Regions from separate parts of the Pan troglodytes genome. Here region 2 is linked to region 1. The links are chromatin contacts, called in public Hi-C maps. All regions are on one chromosome and are shown on one strand. Each heading gives the region's core, a stretch centred on a gene start, on an enhancer-like site or on the middle of the called end of the contact. The rest is flanking DNA. Distances are from core to core; before and after follow the strand shown. Region 1 has its middle 82 kb from the start of KCNE4. Region 2 holds the start of SCG2 (secretogranin II).

Evidence for each region. A called contact is a pair of places that touch in the nucleus more often than the background predicts.
Region 2: a contact with region 1 is called in a Hi-C map of stem cell-derived neural progenitor cells, with 3 times the contacts expected there. The contact joins the promoter of SCG2 here to the enhancer-like site in region 1. A contact is called at or near these places in 2 of 7 Hi-C or Micro-C datasets (blood and stem cell-derived neural progenitor cells) and 1 of 1 datasets of contacts at active chromatin or transcription factors (stem cell-derived excitatory neurons).

The regions. Positions count from the first base shown.
Region 1 is chr13:125,215,338-125,221,506 of NHGRI_mPanTro3-v2.0_pri, reverse strand. No RefSeq gene overlaps it. Among named protein-coding and RNA genes, the nearest start is that of KCNE4, 82 kb to the left of the region's middle. Within about 2 kb of position 3,611, at least 6 of the 24 cell types and tissues checked have an H3K27ac peak or open chromatin away from gene starts, as enhancers often do. A contact at or near this core is called in stem cell-derived neural progenitor cells, where this site is marked.
Region 2 is chr13:125,845,628-125,852,004 of NHGRI_mPanTro3-v2.0_pri, reverse strand. It overlaps SCG2 (secretogranin II), which reads left to right and starts at 5,119. Exons shown (of 2, transcript XM_516120.5): 1 at 5,119-5,240.

The DNA.
Region 1 (6,169 bases), core at 2,362-4,861:
CAGGAAAGGAGAAGTTTGCCACATGCTCAACTCAAGTCTCCTTACAATAAAAAGTCAAAAATTTATTTTCTGAACTACATATCTGCTCAGATCTTACCATCTTCATTTAGCCACCAAATTGTTGACTTAAAAAAAAGGGGGGGCAGGTGCGGTGGCTCTCGTCTGTAATCCCAGCACTTTGGGAGGCCAAGGCAGGCAGATCACAAGATCACGAGTTTGAGATCAGTGTGGCCAACATGGTGAAACCCTGTCTCTACTAAAAATACAAAAATTAGCTGGGTGTGTTGGTGCATGCATGTAATCCCAGCTACTTGGAAGGCTGAGGCAGGAGAATCACTTGAACCCAGGAGGTGGAGATTGGAGTGAGCCAAGATCACACCATTGCATTCCAGTCTTGGCAACAGAGTGAGACTCCATCTCAAAACAAAAAAAAAAAAAAAAAAAAAGGGAAGTCAGGTTCACAAAGTTACAGACTCTCTTTCTTGGCTAAGACCTGAAGCTCCTTCATTTCTGTTAAAATTAGGCAAATAATTCCCAAATGGCAATGTGGAGCCCAGGACTAATATGCAGCACCTGGGAAACTTCTACAACTTACAGATGCCTTGAGCTTACCCCACGTGGATAGATCCAGAATCTTTAGGGGAGGGTTCCATCCTTTTGAGCACCCCTGATGATCATGATGAGGGGCCAGTCTTGGGAACCCCTGAAACAGGCCATTTTCATGCCCAGATTTACAGAGTCTGCATCTGAATGTCATGTTCATTAATTAATGCATTTCCTTATAACTTGCCATTAGGAAGTTTGCCCAGCAAGTTTCAAGAAGATAACATAACGCTGATAGCCAGTCCCTCCTATTTACCCAGGAGTTTCCCTTCTCCTCTGCTGCAAAAGTCTTTCCTTTCTTCCAAAGTCCTGACACTTTCCACTTAAACTGGCCTTGAATCATATCTAAACCTCCCCCCCTCTCAAAGTGAAACCCAATTTACCCCTTCTCACCTTGAATACTTTTTCTGTTGAGATTCTTATATATGCAACATGAGTGCGTCCCCTGGACATATTGGCCAAATGTCCAGAAAAAGAATTGCTCCAATAAGTGCTCAGTAAAACTCCTAATGAGCATGGAGTAGATGCTTAAAATAAATTTTTAAAAAAACAAAGTTGTATTTCAGTTCTGTGTGTGTGTGTGCGTGTGCGTGTGTGTACGTGACTGTGCGTGTGTTGAAAGGAAGAGAGAGATTTTTAATCAAATTTAAACAAAGCAATAATTTATATTCCAATGATGGAAAAAAACAATTTGGTCTCGTATATGGAACCTGAGGGAAAGACAAGCTTCTCATTTATAATTTGGAAAGATGCCAGGGGTAGGAGGTGGGAGAGCTGAGGAGGGCAGGGGTGCAGTTTTTTTTCTTTTTTTAATAACATTTTTTAAATAGTGTGACATGTATGGTCATGCCTAAATCTCCCTAAATTATATTTTAGAAAAAAAAATTCATTTAATCTCCTTTCCTTTGTTGGGAAGACAGAGGTCATGGAAACCATGCCTGTGCCTAAAGCAAGAGATGGTAAAAGTGATATCGCTATTTCCGTGGCTTCAAAAAGTGATGCTGGTTCTCTGTGCAGGGACATTGTCAGGCATCAGGAACTTTCCCAGGCTGAGCTGCCTTCCGCACTCAACCCCAGCTACTCTCTGTCAATACACTACCCAACCTTCCAAGTTCAACTCAAACATGTCAGCCTCTCCAGTAGCTTCCTCTGCCCTGGGTGAAGAGAGAGCTTCCTGTGCTAGAATTTAGTTCTCCACTTCTTGAGTTAGAACAGCGCTCTCAATCAGAAAAGATTTTGTCCTTTGGGGATTTGTGGCACTCAGCGTCTGGAGACACTTTTAGTTGACCTAGTAGGGAGGGAAGTGCTGCTGGTATCCAGTGGGAAGAAGACAAAGATGCTGCTAAACGTCCTATAATGCACAGGGCAGCCTTTGACAGCAAAGGATTATCCAGCCCCAAACATTGGCCGTGCTGACATGTAGACCTCTCCCTCCTCCTCAGCCTTTTACCTACTTGGCTTCCAGGACACCACATTCTTCGGCCTTGAGTTTTCTCCGACCTCACTGGTCCACCCTCTTCAGTTACCTCTGCTGGCTCCTCCACACCTCCCCAAACTCTAAACATTGGAGCACACTAGTGTTGGGCTTTATCTCTTGTCTACCCATTGTCACTCCAGTCTATGCCTTTAAATATCATCTTCAGACCTGCTACTCCCAGATTTATATCTGACTGGACCCTGCCCCTGAATTCTAGGTTCATAGATCTAAACATCTCCATTTGGACATCTGAAAGGCATCCCGCACTCAGCATATCCCAAACTGAGTTCCTGATCTTTCCCCCAAAAACCTGCCCTTCCAAATTATCTCAGTTAATTGCCATTCCATCTGCCCAATTGCTCAGGGAAATAACCTCAAAGTCATCCGTGACCCCTCTCTGCCTCTCAAATTTTCATTCAATCTACCATCAACTCTATTGGCTCCAAAGATATCCTAAATCTGACCACTTCTCTTCACTTCCACTGTCATTCCCTTTGGGCCTGGTCACCACCATCTCTCACCCAGACAGGGCAGCTGTCTCCTAACTGGTCTTTCGGCTCCTGCCTGTAGGACCTTCTCAATGCAAGAGCCGGAGTGATCCTTACAAAATGCAAGGCAGATCATGCCACGCCTCTATTCAGAACGTTCAATGGCTTCCAGCAATTTCCAAAGTAAAGTCGAAAGTCCTTATACTATGCTGCAAGGTCTCGTGTGATCACTCAGCTTCGAAATCTCCGGCTTTTCCCCCATTAGAATCTCTCTGACTCATATCCTGCCCTGCCCCTTCACCTGCCCCAGCAGCCACATCAGCCTCCTGGGTCCTCCCTGCCTCCTCCAGGCACCTCCCGACCCCAGGACCATTGCCTTTGCTGTGCCCACTGCCTAGAATGGTCTTCCCCTAAAACCCCCGTGGCTCACACCATCAATCCGTCAGGTCTTATTGAAATGTCACTGGCTCCGAGAGGTCTCCGATGCCACGCTATTTAAAAGTGAAACCCTGCACCTCCAGTGGTCGGCTGTAATATCTTTCCCGTAGTGCTGACCACCATCTGGCACACTCGTTATTTTTCTGGTATGAGTTTTTGACAGATTCAAGCTCTCTAAAGACCGGGACTCTTCCGTATGACTGTCTCCACAGCATGCAGACGAGTGCCATCCACGGTAAATGCCCAGCGATGCACAGCTGAACCCCCCGCAGACTTCGAGATTCCCCAGGAACAGGAGGTGTCGTATCACCCACAGCAGCTTACCCAGGTCTCCTTCCACGCCTTCCTATATGACCTCCATCTCTCTTCCAGGCTAAGCCCTGCACGAGGAGCTTTTGTACACATTTGTCATTTCATTTTGTTTACTGGAACCCAATCGATTTTTAATTGAATTTACAATCAGAATCCCAAAAATGTCAAAGGTATCTTCACCGCGGTGAAAGCTTCATGCTGCTCTCCAAACCTCAATTTACCAGCAGCCTGGCAGAGGCTGCAAATCACTCCAGAGGTGGTGCCCTTGGAGGACAGACTGTGAGCAGGGTTTCTGCACCATCTTGTGGACAGCTTGGGAATGACACATACTGAAACACGTCTTTTACGTCCCAGCGTGTGTGTGTGTGTGCGTGTGTGTGTGTGTGTGTGTACACGAGAAAGAAACGCTTACTGATGTCTCCTCCCCACACCAAAATGAATACCTCCTCTCCTCACCAGTCCTCAATGCTAAAGGCTTCTTGGTTGTGTTTTAAGCTGGTAATTCCCTTTTTCAGTTAAAAAAAAAAAAAAAATTCCTCCTCCTGGCCCAGTAAGGAGAGAACTGAAGGCTCCTTGCGGTTTGGCTTCTCCCAGAGTGTCTTTCCCTTAGCAGCAGCATCTAGCTCACTCTCTGAATCAGGAAACTGAGCAGGTAAGATGAGTCTTCAGTATCTAAAGGGGCTGTCCTAGGAGGCATGATTTCAGCAGCACCATGTGAGGCCAGCACACCACCCCCTAGTCCGGTGGGCCCTCTGTAATATGCCTTTTATTCCACTGTCAGAACTCAGGTTTTAGATGTAAACACTCCTGGGAGAGGAGCACTAATGTCCAGTCATACCGACCCGAATGACCAACAGCCAACCTACAGGCAGGAGGTGGAGAATGAGGGCAGACAAAGGCCGCTAGTCACCTAGTGGGGAAGGCAGGTCTGGGACAAGAAAGGCCACCTGACCCTCCAAATTCCACTGCACACACCTTACAATTTCCCTCCTACTCGGCCTACCCATGCATAGTGTCAACTCACTGATTCCATCCTGTGTGTTTGGGATTGAAGAGGGGAAAAGGGCCAGATCCATCCTCATTGTGAAAATTCTACACTCCAAGGGTTTGTACAGCAATTCCACTACCTCAAGACCCTCGAACTATATTAACTACAGTCATCCAAGCTTGCCTGAGGAAAGACAGTGGAAAAAGAGCCATGATTTGTAACCAGCACATGATTTGTTTGAAAGAAGCATGCACTTCTGAGGTGTGAGAAAGTTCTAGAATCATTTTAGCCAAGATCAAAGAGATTGTTTGCTTTTGTAATATGTTAAGAAAATTGAAGAAAGAGTGTGGACTCATAAGTAAATTTAAACTTTAGACCAGTATGTATGAATTAGCATCAGGAGGGGAAGGGAAGAGAATAAAGATTTATTGAAAGCCCATTTATGGAACACACTATCCAGCCACAAAACAAAAAATAAAGCATTATTTCCTCCCCATTCTGGATTATAATCTAGTTGTGCCATTTTGAAAAGTCAGTCTCATCAACAGAAAGCTACCTTGATTTGAATGGCTCATTAAATAAGATAGAACAGGGGAATCCCAGCTCTAAATGGAAGGCTGTTTACAAACCTAAATTTAATAACCCTCATTAGAGGCCAGCTATGTGGTCCTGAGCTAGTAGTTTAACCTCTCTGAACCTCATTTTCCTGATCTGTAAAATGGTGTGCTGATGCTGTGAAAAACAGTTGGGTGTTTCCTCAAAAAGTTAAACATAAAACTACCATACGATCCAGTAATTTCACTTCTGAATACATACTTAAGAGTGAAAGCACAAACTCCAACAGATATTAGTACACTAATGTTCATAACATCATATTCACAATAACCCAGAGGTAGAAATAACCCAAATACCAATGGAAAGATGAATGAATATACAAAATGTGGGATAAACATACAATGTTTTGTTTTGTTTTGTTTTGTTTTGTTTTTGAGACAGGGTCTTGCTCTGTCACCCAGGTGGGACTGCAATGGTACAGTCATGGCTTACTGCAGCATCAACTTCCCGGGCTCAAGTGATCGTCCTGCCTCAGCCTCCCAAATAACTGGGACCACAGGAACACACCACTATGCCTGGCTAACTTTCAAAACTTTTTTGTAGAGATGGGATCTCTCTATGTTGCCAGGCTGATCTCAAACTCTTGGGCTCAAGTGATCCTCCTGCCTCGGCCTCCCAAAGTATTGGGAATATAGGTATGAGCCACAGCACCCAGAAAATGTATTATTTTTAGGCCTTAAAAAGGAATGAAATTCTGATGTAAGCTACAACATGGATAAACCTTCAAAGTGTGTATGCTAAACGAAATAAGCCAAACACAAAAGGACAAATATTGCATTATTCCACTGAGGTACCTAGAATAGGCAAATTAATGGAGATGAGAAGTAGAATAGAGGCTACTAGGAGCTGTGGGGAGGGAGGAATGGTGAGTTAGTGTTTAACGGGTGTGGAGTTTCAGTTTGGGGTGATGCCAAAGTTCTTGAAACGGATAGTGGCAATGATTGCATAACATTGAGAATGTATTTACTGCCACTAAATTGTACACTCAAAAAAAGGTTAAAATGGTAAACTTTATGTTATGTATATTTATCACAATGATAGAATAGATGATAAATAGATGATAGATAGATAGATAGATAGATAGATAGATAGATAGATAGATAGAAAGAAAGAAAATGGTACTGGGTTACTATTCAAAGTCATGTCTTTCTTAGCCCTAAATATATATATATATAACAATTTAAATATATATTACAATTTATATTTGTAGAAGGAATATATATATATATATATCCCTTCTATTATGTT
Region 2 (6,377 bases), core at 3,870-6,369, 630 kb before region 1:
TAAAAAAATTTCACAGCAGACTGTCATTTCACGGAGTAAAGAGGTCAAGGGGTAGAAAGAGCCTTAAATGTTGTCTAGTCCACCTAGGGCTGTCAGTAATGTGGTACCTTGATATGCAGAGCAAAAATATTACAAAGAATAAACAAATACTGGAATTAAGAATAGCTCAATTTTCTTTCTAAGTGCAATTTCATATTTTTACTCAAATAATTGGAAAATATTTTACAAAATGAAGCAAAAGTTAGAAAAATATAGAATGCTCCTGTAGTGGAGGAAAATGTTCCTTAAAAAAAACTAAACTGAATTTGCTAGCAGTGCATGCAATGCAAATGAATAAAGTCAGTGCATTTGCATAAGGATGCTACTGTAAGAGGATTAAAAAATTCCAAGAGGAAATGTGTGAAGCTTTGGTAGCAGGAATGAGAAAACTTTAATCCAACTCGATTCACAAACATATTTTTGGCATGAGGGTACAATAATAGAAAGCAGAGTTTCTACCTCCTAGAACCTAGTGGATTTTGTCTGGGAAACTGTGCGGTCACATTATTAAATAAAGTATACCCTGTTTCTGACTTGTGTGTTCTCCAAACAGCAATTTGGCAGGCCCTGCCTTTGCAAGGGAAGTGGAAAAATATTTCACTCTTCTTTGACACTGAGTTAAAAAACAGTCATTTGTTAATAAAGCGCACTACAACTAAGAGAACGGAATTTAAATTTTGGAAGCAAAAGATAAAGGTGGTAAAGAGTAAACAAGGAGTGTAAAGAAAAAAAAGTAGAAAGAAGAGAAGGCAGGCAGGCAGGTGAGGACTGAGCAAGGACAAGTAGCCAAGGCCCTGAGGGGCCGGGGTAGACACTATACCCTCCTTGCTGGCACAGTCAGGTGAACGCTGGAGGACCTCAGCTGAAGCGTGCTGCACCTGGACTCCTCCGTGAGAATCTGATCTTCCATGGGAGGGAAGGGCAGGCAGGGAGGCAGAGACAGGGAAGAAGCAGACAAGAGAAAAAGGAGAAACAAGATACATTGGCCTTCTGGATCTCAATTGCTTCCATATAAATTGAAACAAAATGAGAAGTGTAATGGAGTGTAAGAGCGAGAAGTTTCAAATGAAAAGATTACTAAGGTAGAGGATTGCTTGTATGAATGATAGAAATCAAAATCTTGTCTAGATAAAATATAAAATTGAATAACAAAGAATAAAATGACCAAGATTTAAGAAAATCCGGTCATAAAAACAAACTCATCTGTTCTAATTACTTAGCGTTAAATTGTGAATGATTAACTTGAAATTAACAGCACCCTGGTGAGGATGCAAGCTAATTTTCTAAAAATCCATTATCATACATAGTACATAATTATTTTGAAAACCTTCACAATATAGAGATTCGTTTCTTGGTGGTGATGATAGTTGGCAATTTAGACCTAACAAGAAAATTAAAATTTTGTAAGGCATGTTTAAATCATTCCTTGAAACAGGTTCAGTGATACAAAGATTTATAGGTTATTTTAATGTTTTATACATGCTCTAAAATATTTTACATCAACAAACTATTGATATATATATATGTGTGTGTACATATATGTGTGTGTATATATATATCATTTTAAATTCTTCTCCAAATACATTTCTATTTGAGAAATAGCTCCCTTTAGAACAAATAACTACTGGCAAAAAATTAATGACTTTTAGAAATATGTTAAATATAACACATAGAAAAATCTATAAAAACAAAAAAAATTGATGTTGGCAATGTTATGGAGAAAAAGGAATGCTTATACACTGTTGGTGGGAGTGTAAATTAGTTCAGCCATTGTGGAAGACAGTGTGGCGATTCCTCAAAGATGTAAACTACCATTCAACCCAGCAATTCCATTATTGGTTATATACCCAAAGGAATACAAATTGTTCTATTATAAAGACACATGCATGTGTATGTTCATTGCAGCACTATTCACAATAGCAAAGGTGTGGAATCAACCTAAATGCCCATCAATTACAGACTGGATAAAGAAAATGTGGCACATATATATCATAGAATACTACGCAGCCATAAAAAGAATGAGATCATGTCCTTTGCAGGGACATGGATAGAGGTGGAGGCCATTATCTTTAGCAAACTAATGCAGGAACAGAAAACCAAATACCATATGTTCTCACTTGTAAGTGGGAGCTAAATGATGAGAATACATGAACACAAAGAGGGGAATGACACAGCCTATCAGAGTGTGGATGGTGGGAGGAGGGAGAGGATCAGGAAAAATAACTAATGGGTAGTAGGCTTAATACCTGGGTGATGAAATAATCTGTACAACAAACTCCCATGACAGAAGTTTACCTATGTAACAAACCTGCACATGTACCCCTGAACTTGAAAGTTAAAAAATATGTTTGGGGAGTTTGATTTTGAAAAAACAGGCTGGTGAATAGAATTTTCCTAATTCAGCAACTGCTCTCTTATTTGGAAGATGTATGCCCCATAGCATCAAGGGCTGTGATCTAATGTTTATTCTTGCTTTCCATTGGTGCTGCCCCAAATAGAAGTCCCGGCCTATGCCTTTGCTTTTCTTAGACCAGGAAAAGCAACTGGACAACTGGGGGTTTTTGTCAAAGAAACTAAATTCTGGACTTGGGTCTTTAATGATTAAATCCATCCCATATTTATTTCTGTATTTCCATCTCTAGCAGTGTCTGAATCATAGTTTTTATTGTAGAAATATCATAGAATGGACTTAAATTCAAATTCTCGCTCTACCAATTATAAGTCAGAAAATAGTGGGCAACTTACTTATTTCTGAGCTTTAGTTTCTTCATCTGTAAAATGGAGATAAAAATACCTACTTGTTATGGTTGTCAGGAGGATTAAATTAGGTTCCAAGTACAGTGCTTGGATCATAACAGAACTCAGTAAGTGAGAGGTATTTATCATAGTCTCATAAGATAGGCAGAAATTCAATAGCCCACAATGGCTTATTGTTCTACCCACATCTTGAGCCTAGTGGAGCCAATCCATCCCAGCAACAGCCTCCTGGCATCTCACATCTACTTGGAGATTTTGAATGAGGTTTTGCATGTCTTTTGGATGGTTGAAGATATTTCCAGGCAAGATGTTGACTCTGGGGCTTTAGAAGAACCGTAGCTTCTGGCTCTTGCCAAAAAGTTTAGTTCCACATAAATGAATTAGCCTAGCCAGGATGACTTTCTGGAGGGCTTTTGAGACCTATGCTGAACAAACTCAACATTTTAAGAATAATTGCAGAGTTTTCTAAAGCTGCGTTGATACTGGTTAGTTGAACTGGTCACACAGAACTGCTGGACAGAAAATTAGGTCAAACTTGGAGCAGCTAGCCAGGGCTTTGTCAAGATTTAAGGCAATCTTAGCTAAGGATGTCAGTGAATGAGCTGGTGTCATTGAGATGATGCTTGAGAAATGGGTCATATTTAGGTCTCTTCAACCCAGCATTTGATCATGCCCTAAAAAACCACTATGAGGCAAAATTTGTTGGATGAATTGGCCATATAACCCCAGTCTGAGTGTATATGAATTCATATCAATCCACAAATGATGATCTCCTAGTCGTTTAGGAAAACCAAATAGGGAGAATTAAGAGGCACATTTTTCCAAGATTTTTTCTGTAAGACTTTAAGCCATTTCCTATTTTTTCGAGGAATTCAAAAGTACTAACATAGTCAGAAATCCTTGTAAGAAAACCTGATAGTGAGAAATCTCAGCATAGGCCTTTTATTCCAGGACATTGTTTCCCCCTGAATTTCTAGGTTGAACCCATTGGCTATCCAAATGGTCCCAAACACTGCTAGCTAACCTCTCTATTGATGCTTTCCAATTTATATGAAAATTATGTGTTTATTTGCATGTCATCCCCATTAGCTGAAAGGCTCATCAAAGGCAAAAAAATCACTTATTTTTGTATTAGTTAACAATTGTGCATTTAGCAATGTATCTGGCACCTAGTAGGTATTACAATTTATTGAGTCAGTGGCTGATTGTTCATTTAGCAGAAACACATGGGATCTCTTATATGGCAAGATTCTGTTGCATTCTTAAAGTATATGTCAACATATACAGTTTTTAGAAACTCATATCTTTAATAAAATAAAGTTTAAAATTTATATCCATATAAATTATTGAAATATATAATCAGGTTATCTGGTAAGGCAGAGGAATGATTATGAATTATAAATCTGAGAGGTTGAAAGTTAATTGCTGTATTGTTCCCTGGATTGTTCACATTCATGGAAGGTATTCAACTCATCTGATTCAACAGGAGAAGGGAAATATTTATAGTACAACTTCCTTTCGATTGCAAATGAATTCTAGTTACGTATGTGTCACATTTTTCCCAAACAGTGAAAAGACTTTTTTTTTTTAAGTAGATGAAAGTATTTTCATCAGCACTCAACTTCTGAGCTTCCCTTTCTGAGATCAGATATTGTGAAAGACAGTAACAGAGATATAAAGAATTATTAACTACTAAGCTTGAAGTCTTATAAATACCCATTTAAAAAACTATATAAGCTATTAAAGTTGGCTCTCATATAAAAGAGAGATAACTCTCTGTTTTATTCAAATAAATATGATTTTAAAAGAATGATGGCTGTGGTCATGATAAGAAATATGGCCTTTCATATTTATAATGTGTCCTCCATTCATCTTGGTTATAACAGGAAATGGTAATGTAATTTCTTTGTGGGCAAAGATGAAAAAATAATCCTTGTCTGTAAAACTTTCTTACAACAATGACGACAACAATTACAACAGTGACACCAAGAAACTATTATAACAAGTTGCTAGAACATAGATGAGATTGTCTTGCAATTAGCCACGTCTGTCTGACACACATTTCTTTCTTTGTAAGAGAAATCGTGCAGAGCAGTTTATTCCGTCTCAAAGATTTTGATAAAAGAAAAAGGAAAACTGCAATTTTTGCCACAAAAAGACAGGTGGCGTAAGCATGCAACTTTTTTTTCTTTTCTTTTCTTTCTTTCTTTTTTTTTTTTTTTTTAAAATATAAAGTGATTATTTTCTCTTGGTTCTTTGAAAAACCTCGCTTGTGCTGGGGTTTGTGGCTGAACCCGGTGACGTCAGTGTGGCAGTGCGGAGTCAGGCGCAGCGGCTCCCTATAAGCAGAGGAGCTGTCCGTGTGCTGAAACGGCCCGAGAAGCTCGCCCGGAGAACGGGGAGGAATATGCTGTGGAGCTCCTCTGCCATATAAACAAAAAGAGGTAAGGCTGCTTTTCTCTTTGATTTATTGGAAAGTTCCAAATTGCATGCTCTTCTTTTAATTCCTAGCTGAGAAGAAAAAGACTGTTTGGCAAGCTTATGTCGATAGGATAACTGAATAGCAACCTGCTGCTCATCAGCCAATGTAAGGACACTACATATGTGTATATACATGATCGGGTCTATGCTTTATACTACTTGATGTTGGATATTTACTAACCAGAATGTTACTTAGATAATCATATAAAAAAGAGTGAAAAAGTTAAGGATTTTAGTGTCAACACACAGATTAATGTAAAGTTAACCAAGCCCAATATCTTGTTTCTTTCCAAAATTTATTATTTCTGCCACTAAGAGCCAGATACGAAGCCAGGGGTATAATTTATATGTTTAATATTCTTAACAGTAGGTTTCCAATGATGCAAAGGCTGTCAAGCATGTTAGTCATAAAGGCAACCCATTTTGGAACTAGGTTTTTTTTCTTTGATATTTATCTTACAAGAGCTCTGAATTAACTAACCACATAACATTCTTTTCTGAACTTGTATATTTGAAAGAGCTTACATTATTATCTCCTAATTTTTGTTCTAAGATGTTAACTTAGGATTTTCCTGAACACTGGATTCTTCGTTTTTCCAGGGCAAAATATTATCTTGGGTTATAATTTGGCTGTGACCATGAATTACAGAGAAATGATCATTTTGAATACATGATGAAAATACTCATAACTTTGTAAATTGTTATTGTTATTACTATAATTTGATTTAAAGAGGATGTTCAATATGTTGCTAAAGATTTTGTCTGGGACAAGTATTTCATTTTTTCTGTATCCCAACTAGTTGAATTGCTTAAATTACATATAGTCACCTGCATGTGTCAATGCTCTAGTCTGAATTCAACAGAAAAGACATTTTAACTTGAGAGATTTTAATGATAGCTATCAGGGGAAAAATAATGTTCTAATTATTTGGATTTCAGAAAATTCAATTTTAAATCAAACCCTATATAGAATAGTAGAGCTGTTGAAACATCTTTACTACTTGAAAGAGCTGCTACCTGGGAAAAGAATCCTTTGGGTCTCACTCAAAGGCAATAACTATGTCATTCAAACTGAAGCTGAATAGTTAAGCAAAGGGTAG